Linked DNA regions of Mus musculus: regions 2, 3 and 4 are each linked to region 1. The links are chromatin contacts, called in public Hi-C, HiCAR-type and HiChIP or PLAC-seq maps. All regions are on one chromosome and are shown on one strand. The core of a region is the stretch at or near the end of the contact, and the rest is flanking DNA. Distances in the headings are between cores, read along the strand shown. Region 1 holds the start of Lrp12 (low density lipoprotein-related protein 12). Region 2 holds the start of Baalc (brain and acute leukemia, cytoplasmic). Region 3 overlaps Zfpm2 (zinc finger protein, multitype 2). Region 4 overlaps Zfpm2 (zinc finger protein, multitype 2).

Region 1 (3,019 bases), core at 458-2,957:
GGAAGGTCTGCAAAGAGAGAAACTACACCACTTTCCTATTTGCTTTAGAGATGGTAACATGGATTCTTATGTTTTATTTGAAAAGAACTAAAAATAGTTAAAGCTTCCATTTTAATTTCTAAGTAGAAGTTCTCCAGAGTCCTCATTAAAATTTAAGAAGGCTAAAGGGGCTTAGAAAACAAAAGATTGATTATTTGACAGTCGAAGAGGCCACTCAGTAGATGAACAAGTGTTTGTGGAGGAGTGCAGGCGAAAGGGTCCTGGGGGTGGGGGGCACCATGTGTCTCCTCTTGGGACAGAGTTCCTTGAATGGTACTGAAAGTGATGGGGTGGGAGACGAATGCAGTACAGTCTACTTTTTCATTGTGTTTGTGGCCTGACACAAATTCAATGAACAGAAAAAGCTCTGGGAAAAAACAAAAAACAAAACAAACAAACAAACAAAAACAGCGATCAGAGTGTAGTGTCATAAAACAAGGAATCATATCTGCTGATTGCAGAATCAGGAACAACAAAATTGCTGTGTTCTCAAAAAAGAATAGAAAAAAAAAATCCCGGTTCAGGACTTTTGTTTATTGCCATCTTGTAAAAGATTTCTTAAGCATTAACTTTTCTCTTCTGACATATAATTTCAGGGGGTCACTAAAGGGTCAAATAAGCAAGAGATACAGGAAAACTCTAATGTACCTCCCCAGGCATATACTAAAATTTAATGTAACTGATGGGTACTAAGCATTTTGCTTGAGTTTCCTGCTAGTGTGAAAGTGCTTGACTTTGGGATGGGGGAAACAAAGTCCGTAGATTTACTTGATAACTCCTTTGGGATAATTTAACCTCTTTGAGTCTCATTAGCTTATCTAAAACGTGGATAATATTCATCTCACAAGATTGTCGGGAAACAAAGATAGCCTGTGTCAACAGTACAGCATAGGGCACTGCTGATCTTCAGCGAATAGTGGACAGTGCCTGTAAATGGCAAGGACAGCAGGCAAAACAGTGCAGACGACACTTTAAAAAGGTGGAAGTGCCAGTGTGTCACTACAGACAGAAGCTCTATGGGTACTTAAGGGAAAGAAGTGTCATACTTGTTAGGAGCTGAGAAGAGGCTTAGGGCGGGGGGGGGCGGGGGGGGGTCAGGGATATCCCTCTTTCCACGTCCCAGGTCCACTCCACCCCACCCGAGTGTCAAAAGGGTCTCCTGCGTCTTCCCTGCCAGATTAGAAGCACAGACCCTGTAGCCCGGCCGGATGTATCCCCAGATCCTTTGGCTGAGATTCTACATCAGGTTATCCACAGGGACCTACGACCCATTCACTCTTTCAGAGCCAAATTCAAGCGGAGCCGGCAAGGTCGGGGGTCTTAGCAACGGACTTCTAAGTTCCCACCCCTCTTCCCTCCACGCGTAGCTCATCAGCCTAGAGGATCTCCGGGGAGGGCACAACACCAAGGCCGGGGACTGCGGCGGAGCTCGGTCAGAGCACATCCCCGCCGTCCCGCTCCCCCCTCCTTACTCCCCACTCCAGCCCTCGAGCCCCTGGAACCCAGCGGCCGGCGTTCGCGTGCTCGCACATCGATTGGCACTGCCTCGCTACTCCGGCTCCAGGCGCGGCGAAATCCGCCCGAGCTCGGCCGAGTCCAGGGAAGCGCGGGGCGGGAACCAAGACAGGCGGGCCAGGGGATTGCCGAGTGCACGGATGAGCGCCGGTGCCGGCTCGCGCTCAGTCTGGCGGGTGGCGGCGCCGGCTGGTTGTGCGGCGCGAGGCCGGAGCCCCGCAGTTGCCGGCCCTGTCGCCTGCGGCTGGCGCGCGCGCTGCGCGTCCCTGCCCCCGGGAAGGCCGGCCCGCTAGGGGCTCGCGCGACCGACGCAGGGCCGGCGGGAGGGAGCGCGCGCGGGCGGCCCCGCCCCTCCCCCTCCGCCGCCGCGGAGCGCGCAGGGAGCAGCCAGGGGCTCGGCGGCGGCGGCGTCTGGCCCCAGCTCCTCCTCCTCCATCTCCTCGCTCCCTCCATCTGCCGTGGGTATGGCCCGTCGCTGGAGCACAAAAGAGTCTCAGCGGCGGGGGTCGGCGTGGCTCTTGCTTTTCCTCGCTGGGGTGTACGGTAAGTGTCCACCTCCCTGCGCCCCTCTGACCGAACAAAGCTGGGGCGACCCCGGGGGCCCCCCGGGCCTCCAGGACGGGCTGTGCTTGGGCGACCCGGGGAGACCTGGGTTGCCGACGGGACAAAGACCCACGCGGGATGGTGCGGGGAGGGTTGTCTGCCCGCGGGGATGCTGGGGTCCTCTGGCCGCCGCCGATCCTTCGGAGCGATGGAGGCGGGCCGGTCCGAGCCAGGGGTCCCTGCGGAGCGACGGCGTGCGGGAAAACTCCCCAGCCCGGCGCGAGGCCCCCGGCGGCTCGCTCCTCTAGCGCTCGCTGCCGGCTGTACAGTCCTCGCGCACAAAGATGTGACCGTGAGACTACGAAGGGGAGGTCGCCTCCGGGACGGTCCTGTCCCAGATCCTTCCCGAGGCAGGAAGTTCTCTTCTCAGTGAAATTGCTGTCGTGCCCATCTCTCTTAGTCCCCATTCCCTCCAAAAGCACCCCGATTGCTTCCTTCCCACCCCTCCACCTCTGCGCCTGGGGCTCTGTGGGTCTCGGGCGTGTAGGATCTCGTTCCCCAGTAGCTGCACTGGAGAGAAGGCCAGAAAATAGTTTCCAGCCCCACCTCAGTCTTTCTCTATTGGGACGTACAAGTCTGCCTTGACTCCCAGTTCACTTATCATTTCATCTGTGCCCTCTGATGCTGTTGTGACTCTTGCCTCATTCCGGTCTGCGATCTGGTTAGGGACACTACTTTACGGATTGCAGTCTGATTGTGTGTCACGACCGTGCTTTGTATGAACTAGAACTAAAGGAAATTAAGAGGACTGCTCACCACTGAGACCTCAGCTTGGGCTCTGACTTCACCATTCTTAGTTCTCATGAGTTAACTCCTTGAATGGATATTGCAGAGAACACAATTAACATTTCCATTTTGGAGT
Region 2 (3,342 bases), core at 143-2,642, 1.0 Mb after region 1:
AGGCCCATCTGTCTGTTCCTTTGGATATTATTTTATTTCCACTATATGTTTAAGAAACCTGAGATTCTGAAAGATTGACTCTACAAGTCTCCTCGGGTAATGAACTTTGGAGACAAATTTGAAACTGGTTTGCTGATCAAAGCCACTGAAAGCAACTTAATGATGTGAAAAGGAATTCCATCGCAAAATTCTTGCAAACGATAAGCTTTGTTACACAGTGAAATGGAATAAAATTGGTCACCTCGGGGTTTAGCTAGTTTTCATTCTTCCCCATGGCATTGTATGCTATTTAAGGTCCATGTACATGTTTACAATGTCTTTGCTGTAACGGAAAAACTTGATCCTTGTCTTCATCTACACAAAACAATGCTTTTGTGATCTATCAACTCAGAAAAAGAAAGTGCTTTGGGAAATAAACTACCATGTAAGGGACTGATCAGAAGAAAAAACAAAAAGAATACCATCACTAGGTAGGAAACTGTGCCCTCGGGATGCAGGAGGCCAGAGCTGGGACAGGTGGGATCAGTGGGTTCTGAACCTTCAAGTAAATGGTGGACTTCAGGGAAGATGAGGAAATTGGAGGAGGAAGGAGAGGAGGAGAGGAAGAGGAAGAAGAAGGAGAGGAGGAGAAGAGGAGGAGGAGGAAGAGACTGCAGAGTCTCCAATTGCTCAGAGCTTTCATTCTGGGCTGCAGCCCTCACTCCCCCAGCCCTACCCCATGGAGGAGCCAGGCACAGCAGGAGAACCTCTGGGAAGTAAGGGATCAAAGGATGCCAGCCTGGTCCAGGACCGCATCCAGCCTTCTTTCAAACAGCAAGCTTTCTGGTGATGCTGGTATGATATTTTACAAGAGTCACCCTTGAAGACCCTTGCACTGACCAGCTGATTAGAGGGTATGAGGTACAATGCCAATTTTGTTTCCTTCCGCTGGCTTTGCTGCCTAACACAAGGAGACTTTTGGACAAAGCTGTGTACCTGAACCAACACACATTTCCTCCAGAGGGCAACTCTCTAGGACTCGTTTCTATAAGTTAAATAAAACTCAACAGCCCACAAGGAAAGGATTAAAATGGCATTTGCAGTAAGTTTTTACATTGAGTGGTGGAAAACCTCGATTCCCGAGGTCCCGAGGTCTTCCTTCCCTGGACACAGTGCTGGTGGTCCCGATTTGTAAGTTCCACCCCTGTTCTCCATCCCCAGTTGATGTTGTAGTTTTGACCCTACCTCTGTGGCCCAGAGGCCATTCTGTTTCTGGGTCAGAGGGCCTGAGCTGAGGTTCTGTGAGTTGGGACATTGGGTCCCACAGTTCATCTTCTTCTCTGGGTTGGCTATTCCACCCGGGGCTGCAGGTCGGAGCACCCCGTTAGAGGACAGTCCGTCTTCCAGCACACCTGGGGAGGCAAGGAGAGAATGGCACCAGAGGCTTGCAAATGGCAGCTGTTACAAGCAATCCCAAGGTGGCAAAGAAAGGGCAGCTAATAGCAAAAGGTGGCCTCAAGTTCCACCTGGTAAAGCTATCTTTTCCTGTAAGAATACGTGTGTTTTTACGTTAAAAATAAGATTTAAAAATAGCTTTGTAGCTTGAAGTTTTCACTTAACACATTGATGGCAACTTTTCCACATTATTAAACACTCGGCCATGTTATTTTTTACACGTCTGCTGGTCGTACGAACAAGCAATCATTTAACCAATGCCCTCTAACTGGATATTTGTTTCCACGTTCTAATGCTAGATGTTACTGGAATAACATTCCTTTTGATTAATAATTTTATTCCTAGTGGTTCTCTGGGATAAATTCCTAGAAGTAAGGTCACTCTCTTGACGGTTACACAAAGATAATTTTTCCTAGTCTCCACCTATTGGACTGAGCAAGTGTGTCTCCCACAACAAATGCCAAGAAACACAGAACTTCAAATAAATGACCTCACTAAAAAGCAAAAGGAGGACAAGATGGGAATTCAGGACACACAACAAGTACCTGATTTGTAGGAGAAAAAGGCCCAGGGATCAAAGAAGGGATCTGCCAAATGAGCGGAGAGAAGCCAGCCAGATGCCACAGGAGTTACGGGCATGAGGGAACAGCCAGAGAGGCCATCCCTTTTCCTCCACCAGCCTAGTCTAGATGGCCGTCCACCATCTGGGACTTGGCTCACAACAGGAAGCTGTACCCAGGGGCCTTGAATTTCACTTGTATGACTCAAATTCAAAAATAAAATGACTAAGAGTGTCAAGACAGTGTTCACTGAGCTTTGAATTTGAGCCAGGCCCTTTCTGAGCCCAGGAGGTCCTGGGCTCATGACTGCAGCTGATTTGCTGAAAGTGACCAGCCAGTCTTTTGTATAGGCTACACTTCTGGGTAACAGAGGGAAATGTAGTTTACTTTGTCCTTTTTCTGTATTTTCACATTTTGGTAAGAAATACAAGCTAGATTCACACAACAGAAACACGGGGTTTGTGGCTGACCTTTTGGGGTACCCTCTTAAGCAATCTAGAAAGGTTACATATGGCAACGATCCCTGGCTGGCCTCATTTTTTTAGCTTGCTATCAGAACATCTCAGCTTATAGGCCAGGCTCGGTAGGCTAGTCGGTAAGCACTTAGCTGATTGTGTGAGTCATAAGTTAAGAATGTAACCAACATGGCTAAAGAGAGGATTGTGAGGAAGAGACAGCTGGTGCTAGGCCATAAATAATGCTTACCCTGTCTGTGTCAGACATCGTTAGAGCCTTTGTGCATGTTGCCCCTTTAACCCTCACAGGAGCCCTGTGAACTAGGAACCATGATCCATGCTCAGTGACTAAAGTAGCCCCTGCATTGATGCTGGGTGCCATCTGCTTATCTGTTGCTTACCACTCTCTTCCTACTCCAGCCTGGGGTGGGGGACTTGCCCTTACTGTAAAGGAGGAGACATTGAAGTCTAATTCTAGACCTGTGCTTTTCTGAGGCTTGGGGTACAAGCAAGTGCTTCCTCCTAGTAAAACTCCCAAGCAGGCTGCTCTCAACCTTAGTGCTTAGGAAACCCATTAATGGTGTCTTAAAATGCAAATCCTGACATCCATTGGCCCAGATTTCTGATTCAGTAGAGACTCAGGAACATGGATTTCTGAAAGTCCCCCTAGATTCTGAGGCAGAGGACTTTAGAGACTGCACAGGATCCTTATATTATGATCATAGATGTAGCTGCTACATACAGATCTCCATCTAACAGATTAATGCTCTTGCTTATTCTGAGGGTTATGGGCAAAATGCTTATCTTTATTTGTCTCACAGTGGATTCTGGAAAAGCATCATAAACTGAGATAAATTTGCCAGCTCCTTAAAATTTGCCTGCCCCTAGAGAGG
Region 3 (3,142 bases), core at 607-3,106, 1.0 Mb before region 1:
ACACAGAGGCCATCAATGAGAAGGAATGAGGGGTGATATGGGAGTGCTAGAGGGAAGGGGCTGGAGGAAAGATGGGGAAGGGGCTAAGTGTTATAATATAATTAAAATGTATTTAATAAAAATAAGATGTCTAGAGTTCATAGCACACCAACAGTTAAAGAAGTTTATGATTATATTAGTGACAACAGTAGTGAAAATGATTGTATGATTCAGTAAAATGAAATGTGCTGACAGTTGGAAGATCTGTATTCAGAAACAAATCAGTACTTTCAGATAACCAATACATATAATCATAACCAATGCAAATAACCAATAACAGCAGTTGGGAAATTTTAATAGATTCTGATGCCGTGGAGAGCAAATGTTACTGATACAGTTTCAGGATCTTCCAGCCTATGAGAAAGTTCCACGTGTCAGTTCTGCTCATGAGTATGACTAGCCCCAGTGATAAAGACAACTACCAAAATGGTCCCTCTCCGTTGTCTACTTATGTGTGGCCAAGTTTTCTGCATCTAAATTAAACAAGCCACGTTGATTTTCAATGAGAAAGCTCTCCATCCAAGTCTTGTGTTTACTTTTGCAAGCTAACTTGCCAATAATACCTGCTTTAAAAAAAAACTATCTACTCATCATAATTATAAACTATAGAAAAATAAAATCCAACAAAATTATAACAAACAGCACAATAAAGTAAAAATAGTAAGCTGAGTTAGGATGATTATATTGTTGTTACCTGTTTAATTTTAAAATTTTAGAAAATCTTGACAAAATTACTTTATTTCTCTCTGCTTCCAATTTTTTTCTTTCATAAGTGATTGTTTAGGATTCCAATGAGGTGGTTGGTGACATGTAAGATGGTTTTGTGAACATTAAGAGATACTATCACAGTAAATGTTCATTTTTTTAATAAATGATAAAATGCTTAGGTGATAATCTCTTGGAAAACACCAGTGTTTGTTCATGTAGCTACTTTATAGCCAGTACCTTACATAATCCCTGACACACAGTAGGCATCTACAAACATTTATGTGGCACTCTGTGTGGCAAATAGAGGAATTTATAATGCCATGCCTTAGATTGTTTCTATTGATAAAACAAAATTTGGTTTTGATGACTTCATCTCCATATATACCAAAGGGAAGTTAATGGTTTATTTGAGAATATTTAATTTTTCTGTGTGATTATTACTTTATCTCTCAGTAGACCATAAACTCCATGAAAACACTGACAATGAATCGGTTCTCCATTCCATTCACAATGATAGTACTGGACGAATCTGTGCAATAAAGCAAATGAGTTTTAAAGAAGAATAATAAAATATATACACACCAACAACACTATGCTTCTCATGCCAATAATATGTTGACATGCAGGCCACCAGGCACCTTGTCCTACACCCTAAATTAGCACTGATCCTGACAGCAACAAAGTGTTCATTATCCACATGCCTCAAATGCTGATGAGAGATAACCGGACAGTCTTCCAGGACCGGCTCCCACTGCAGATGGCGTTTAGGAACCCAAATGACTCTGTAATCATGCACTGGTCTTCTGAGATGGAATTCTAGGCCCACCAAACTCTAGACAGCCTCCAGAATAATAGCACAAAGAGGGAGAGCCTGCAAAATATTTCAGGGGAGCGAAAATGAAGAAATAAATGTGTGCCAGCATTCCTTCTTAAGGGGACGCTTTAAATATATGAATATATGGAGAAATCCTTATCTGGTTGCCCTCCTAGGCTGGGACCAGAAAGTTAATGATAAATGCTAATTTTTCTTTTGAAAAGGTTTTCTTGGACCAGCTTTGCAGGCAGTGTTGGGCCCAGTGTCATGGAGACAAAACAGAAACGCTGTCTTTGAACACTGGGGCTGCTTCTGCTCTGCCAGCTTAGACTGCTAAGGCAGAAGAAAACAGAACAGCCGGCGCTAAGAAAGTTTAATACCTTGGAGCTGATATAGAAGGTATTATTTTGTCTTTCTGACATGCCCGGTACTATTTTTACCCAGGTTGCTGTGGGGTTAGGTTGGGACGTTAGAAAGAAATGGTGATTTATTTTAAACACTTTTCGGTTGATACAGCTCCTGTCCTGCTGCTATTCACTGTTTCTAATGTAAAAGTGACCCCCCTCCCTCTCCCTTTCCTTCAAAATGAACAACCATCAGAATCTCCGTGAAAGGACCCCCTGGAGCGAGGTCTGGGTGCTTCCTTGCTCCTGTTTCAGCTGGTCTGTGGGGCTCCTTCCTGCCCACCCCTGTGCTCAGACTCACAACCTCCTCCATCCTACGTGTTGTTTCTCATTTAAATGAACTGTTGGGTTCTTTTATTTCATACAAGTACTGGATTCGCCTTATCGCCCTCATTCCTTTGGGGGTTGCCAATTGGTTTTATCCGCGGATGTATCGTTTCTCATGCTTCCTTTTTTTTTCCTTACAAAGAGAAAGAACCTCTCCGTCAACAAGCCTCTCCGGAGTGGAAGATTAAAAACCTAGACATCACCTACCTTGCAGCGCTACTCCCAACTGGGTTGTGTAAAACTCAATTAAACGTGTCCCCATTGAATACTGCATTACAGTACATTAAACAGAAAATTCTTCAAGCGTGATGACAAAGCTTGAAGCCTCGGCTCAAAGCTGCTCCTTGCAGCTTGCTTTTACATTGCAGTCTTTATGGCACAAGTCTCTTGTTGATAAAACTTTAGTCCAGCCTTGAAATAATATCCTAGAGCCCCGCGGGGAATGTGAGAAAAGGGGATGGTAAAGTTGGTCTCAGCACTTTCCTGAGCCTCTATGGAATCTATACTGCCAACAGACCAGAAGATACAGTGGGACAATTGGAGCGACACGTCCTTTATTTGAGGCAGGTGAAATTCACAGATTCTGGCCTCTGTCAGGAATGTTATAGTACCCAGAATGCATATTGCAGAGACATATGGGTCCTTTGGGTGAGAGATTTATACAGACAGTATTCACAGTCCCTCCTACAAAAGCCCGGGGAACGATTCCAGGCCCATGGCAAGCCTTGCAGCTGTGCTATGGAACACAAATGGCTCTCTTCTCTTTTTATCCCTTGTCCCCTATCACTACATTTATTTATAATCCACGTTACCAATAAGCAAAACTTGTAACAAACTTTTTGGGGTTTTC
Region 4 (3,122 bases), core at 65-2,564, 1.0 Mb before region 1:
TTCCCCATAAAAATTCCACCAAGAAGCCACTGGAACACTGTACCATGGAAGGCTATGAAAACAAGTGTCTAGAGAGGGTACGTGATTGGCGTTGAATTCATGTAGAGCCTTTACAATGATACCATGCTCTCACATATAAAAGAATCAGTAGTAAGGGGAAATGAGGGCTATTTAATAGTATTTCATTATTTTGATTGGCATTTTGACTTAGTACAGAGACCTAGTGAGTGAGTTATTTAGAAATACCTGCATGAAAATAAACTTTGAAACTGAGATGATTGAAACAAACACCATACAGAAGAAACTAAAAGTTTAGCTTTGAATATTCCGATTAGTTCTCTCATATTTTTCATAGAAAAGTAGCCATGCCTCCTACTCCATGGAAAGAAGAGAGTACTTAGGTGGTGGGTTTTAGTAGCATTGGAGCATGCACACTTCTCCAGCAGTGTACTCTTTAACTCCAGTGTGGGGCTGTTGAGTGTGTTGCCTCTGGAGATAAGGAAATGAGAATTATCTGGGGTCTGTTGAGAATAATGGCGACAAACAGATGACCAACAAACCTGGCCTTTCACTGTCTGGATGACCTAATTACTTTCTGGAAGGACATGGGATAGTTGAGGCAGGAAAAACACATCAGATTAGGAATGTTAATGTCAAAAACTGTCTTATCTTTTCTTTTGGCTAAATAGAACGATTCCAGCTTGTCAAATAGCTGTAAGTGACAAAAATGTGACTTTTAAATACTTATTTTATGGATGCTTAGAAAATAAAAGCTTTATAGTTATATTTATTCTTGGCATTAGCTATATTTAACAGTATTTTAAGTAAGTCTGAGTCATCAATAGTAACAGGATGAAGCCTATTTTTATTCTTTAACAAACACTACTAAAATTTTCCCAGTTAAACCACTTTTATAAAATGCTATACATACAAAATTTATATTTTATTTAATGATATGCTCTGAGATAGTTGGGTCCTGTGGTAATGGTATTGACACAGAATTCACAAGTAGTGTGTGTATGTGTGTGTTTGGCAGGAAAACAAATAAGGAAAACAGAAATGTCGGCAGGAACCTATATTTTTTCCTTAGTGAAAGCTCAAAAGACTTTGGCACTGATGGTCCATATGTTCAGGTACCTGGACACTGCCACAGGCAACCCCGTGCTGTGGCAACAGCTCCAAGGCTGTATTTAAGTTACTAGTTTTTATGACGCTACTGGCTCATGTCCAGCTAGTTCTTTTAGGCTTCCAGCATAGCATAGGAATGCTAGTGAGAGTCATAGTGAGTCACTGTTTCTATATTGCTCAAAAGTCATGTTTTCACTGGTGTTACTGTACTGGCAGAAGAAGTCTGGAGCTAGCCGCCACTTCCTAGCTGCTTATACAAGGAAGGGAAGTCAGAAGACAGAAGCAGACTGAAAATAGAGTCTGGGCAACTGGATCAAGCTGTTCCTAAACTCCAGGATATTCCTGTAGTCTCAGCTATACAAGAAGATTGTACCCTCTATTCTCCACAAAAATGCACTATACATACACCATACACACATATACTGCATGGACATATATATACCACACACACACAGACATAGACAGAGACAGAAAGACAGATGGACCGAGGGACAGAGACAGAGACAGAGACAGAGAGACAGACAAACACAGAAACAGAGACAGACACAGAGACAGAGACTGACAGAGACAGAAACAGGCAGAGAGACAGATAGACAGATGGACAGAGACAAACACAGAGACAGACTGAGAGATAGAAACAGACAGAGAGATAGATAGATACAGGGACAGAGACAGACAGAGACAGACAAAGAAAGACAAAAACAGAGAGATAGATAGACAGAGGGACCGAGACACACAGAGGTCAGAACCTATAAAACCACAAGACTTATTTCTATATTTTTCTACGACTCACAGAAACTCAGGATACTCTGCCCCCTCCAGTGTCAATCTGAGTACTCAAAATTACCTTCAATCCTTTCTGAAGCCTTGGGAGAGACCTGGGTAGCCTGATGTGGTTTCCCAAAGTTTGTTACTCAGGAAAGCACTGTTATGGCACTAACTGCAGGAGAACTAAAATACATTTTCAATGACTGCAGTAATCGGCCAAGCATTACTGCCAACATACATGGTGAGTTTTCAAGACTAATTATAACATGCAGCAAGTATTTGGTCATTGGCTCTTCTTTAATTTTAGGATCCTACAGCATATTTGGGGAGAAATATTATACTTTAAGATATATTCTTTATGAATTTAGGGTATCATGATCTGATTGTTTTGAAGGAACTTATGATGAAATGGTTGGATAGAGAAAGGTAGGATCATATTGCACAAAGAACACAGGGTTTGGAGTAGCAAGGACCTGGATTAAAGTTTGCCTCTATTTGTTAGGTTGTATGACTGCAGAACATTATTTGGTCTCTCCCAATCTCATGCAGAAAGTGGAGAAAACATGAAATGTCTTAAGGCTTCTTATAGAGAGGATAGCTTTTAGTGTGTAGAAATAAACCTTATGCTAAATGAACGTTTATCAGCTTCATGACCACAATCCACAACTTACCTAACTAGTTCTCTTACCTATCTTTTGTAAAACAGAGACACATATCTGGTATGTCACAGAGGATGAGAGGAAATGATGCACTAAAGGGTTCATTGCAGGTCAAGTATAAGTCTTATAAATTCAACACTGGTGAGTAGCCTTCAACAGCCAGAAAGAAAAAAGGAACAGCAATTCATGATATTCATTATTTGAAAACCTTCTATGTGATATGCCTATTGCAGTGATTTGCAGCAAGTCATCTATCCAACCCATCAATTAATATCTCTTCCCTTCCTTCCTTCCTTCCTTCCTTCCTTCCTTCCTTCCTTCCTTCCTTCCTCCCTTTTTTCCTTCCTTCCTTCCACTTTGTTTGTGCAGAGAGATTGCCTGGTCAATGGCAGAGAATGAATACAGCATACTCCTTATTCTCAGTAAATAGACAGTAGATGGGATAGGAAAGAGAAATAGCTAACTTCTTGCATCTGCTTTTTTGGAACATAACAATTCATCATAAGAAAGACAATGATAATCAAGAGGAGAAGTGTCTATGATTTGTTACAAGATTGGTAAAGAGGA

Evidence for each region. Hi-C and Micro-C count contacts between places; a contact is called where the count stands out from the background. HiCAR-type assays count read pairs that join an accessible place to other places. HiChIP or PLAC-seq counts read pairs in DNA pulled down with a chosen protein or histone mark.
Region 2: a contact with region 1 is called in a Hi-C map of muscle stem cells, with 4 times the contacts expected there. The contact joins the promoter of Baalc here to the promoter of Lrp12 in region 1. A contact is called at or near these places in 6 of 39 promoter capture datasets (the 3T3-L1 cell line, 3T3-L1-derived adipocytes, hippocampal neurons and 2 more), 1 of 484 Hi-C or Micro-C datasets (muscle stem cells), 1 of 115 datasets of contacts at active chromatin or transcription factors (embryonic stem cells) and 1 of 9 other capture datasets (embryonic stem cells).
Region 3: a HiCAR-type map of astrocytes shows a contact between it and region 1, with 3 times the contacts expected there. The contact joins the enhancer-like site here to the promoter of Lrp12 in region 1. A contact is called at or near these places in 3 of 39 promoter capture datasets (the 3T3-L1 cell line, cranial neural crest and liver) and 2 of 115 datasets of contacts at active chromatin or transcription factors (astrocytes and embryonic forebrain).
Region 4: an H3K4me3 HiChIP or PLAC-seq map of bone marrow-derived macrophages shows a contact between it and region 1, with 2.9 times the contacts expected there. The contact joins the enhancer-like site here to the promoter of Lrp12 in region 1. A contact is called at or near these places in 3 of 39 promoter capture datasets (the 3T3-L1 cell line, hippocampal neurons and liver) and 1 of 115 datasets of contacts at active chromatin or transcription factors (bone marrow-derived macrophages).

Annotation. Positions count from the first base shown.
Region 1 is chr15:39,942,682-39,945,700 of GRCm38.p6, reverse strand. Lrp12 (low density lipoprotein-related protein 12) reads left to right here and starts at 1,707. Exons shown (of 7, transcript NM_172814.4): 1 at 1,707-2,097. The coding sequence starts at 2,019.
Region 2 is chr15:38,931,959-38,935,300 of GRCm38.p6, reverse strand. It overlaps Baalc (brain and acute leukemia, cytoplasmic), which reads right to left and starts at 1,392. Exons shown (of 2, transcript NM_080640.6): 1 at 1,225-1,392. The coding sequence starts at 1,392.
Region 3 is chr15:40,978,140-40,981,281 of GRCm38.p6, reverse strand. All of the region lies in intron 5 of Zfpm2 (zinc finger protein, multitype 2), which reads right to left. Among named protein-coding and RNA genes, the nearest start is that of Gm46502, 190 kb to the left of the region's middle. Within about 2 kb of position 1,856, at least 50 of the 459 cell types and tissues checked have an H3K27ac peak or open chromatin away from gene starts, as enhancers often do. A contact at or near this core is called in astrocytes, where this site is marked.
Region 4 is chr15:40,956,518-40,959,639 of GRCm38.p6, reverse strand. The region is part of intron 5 of Zfpm2 (zinc finger protein, multitype 2); the gene reads right to left. Among named protein-coding and RNA genes, the nearest start is that of Gm46502, 220 kb to the left of the region's middle. Within about 2 kb of position 1,314, at least 55 of the 459 cell types and tissues checked have an H3K27ac peak or open chromatin away from gene starts, as enhancers often do. A contact at or near this core is called in bone marrow-derived macrophages, where this site is marked.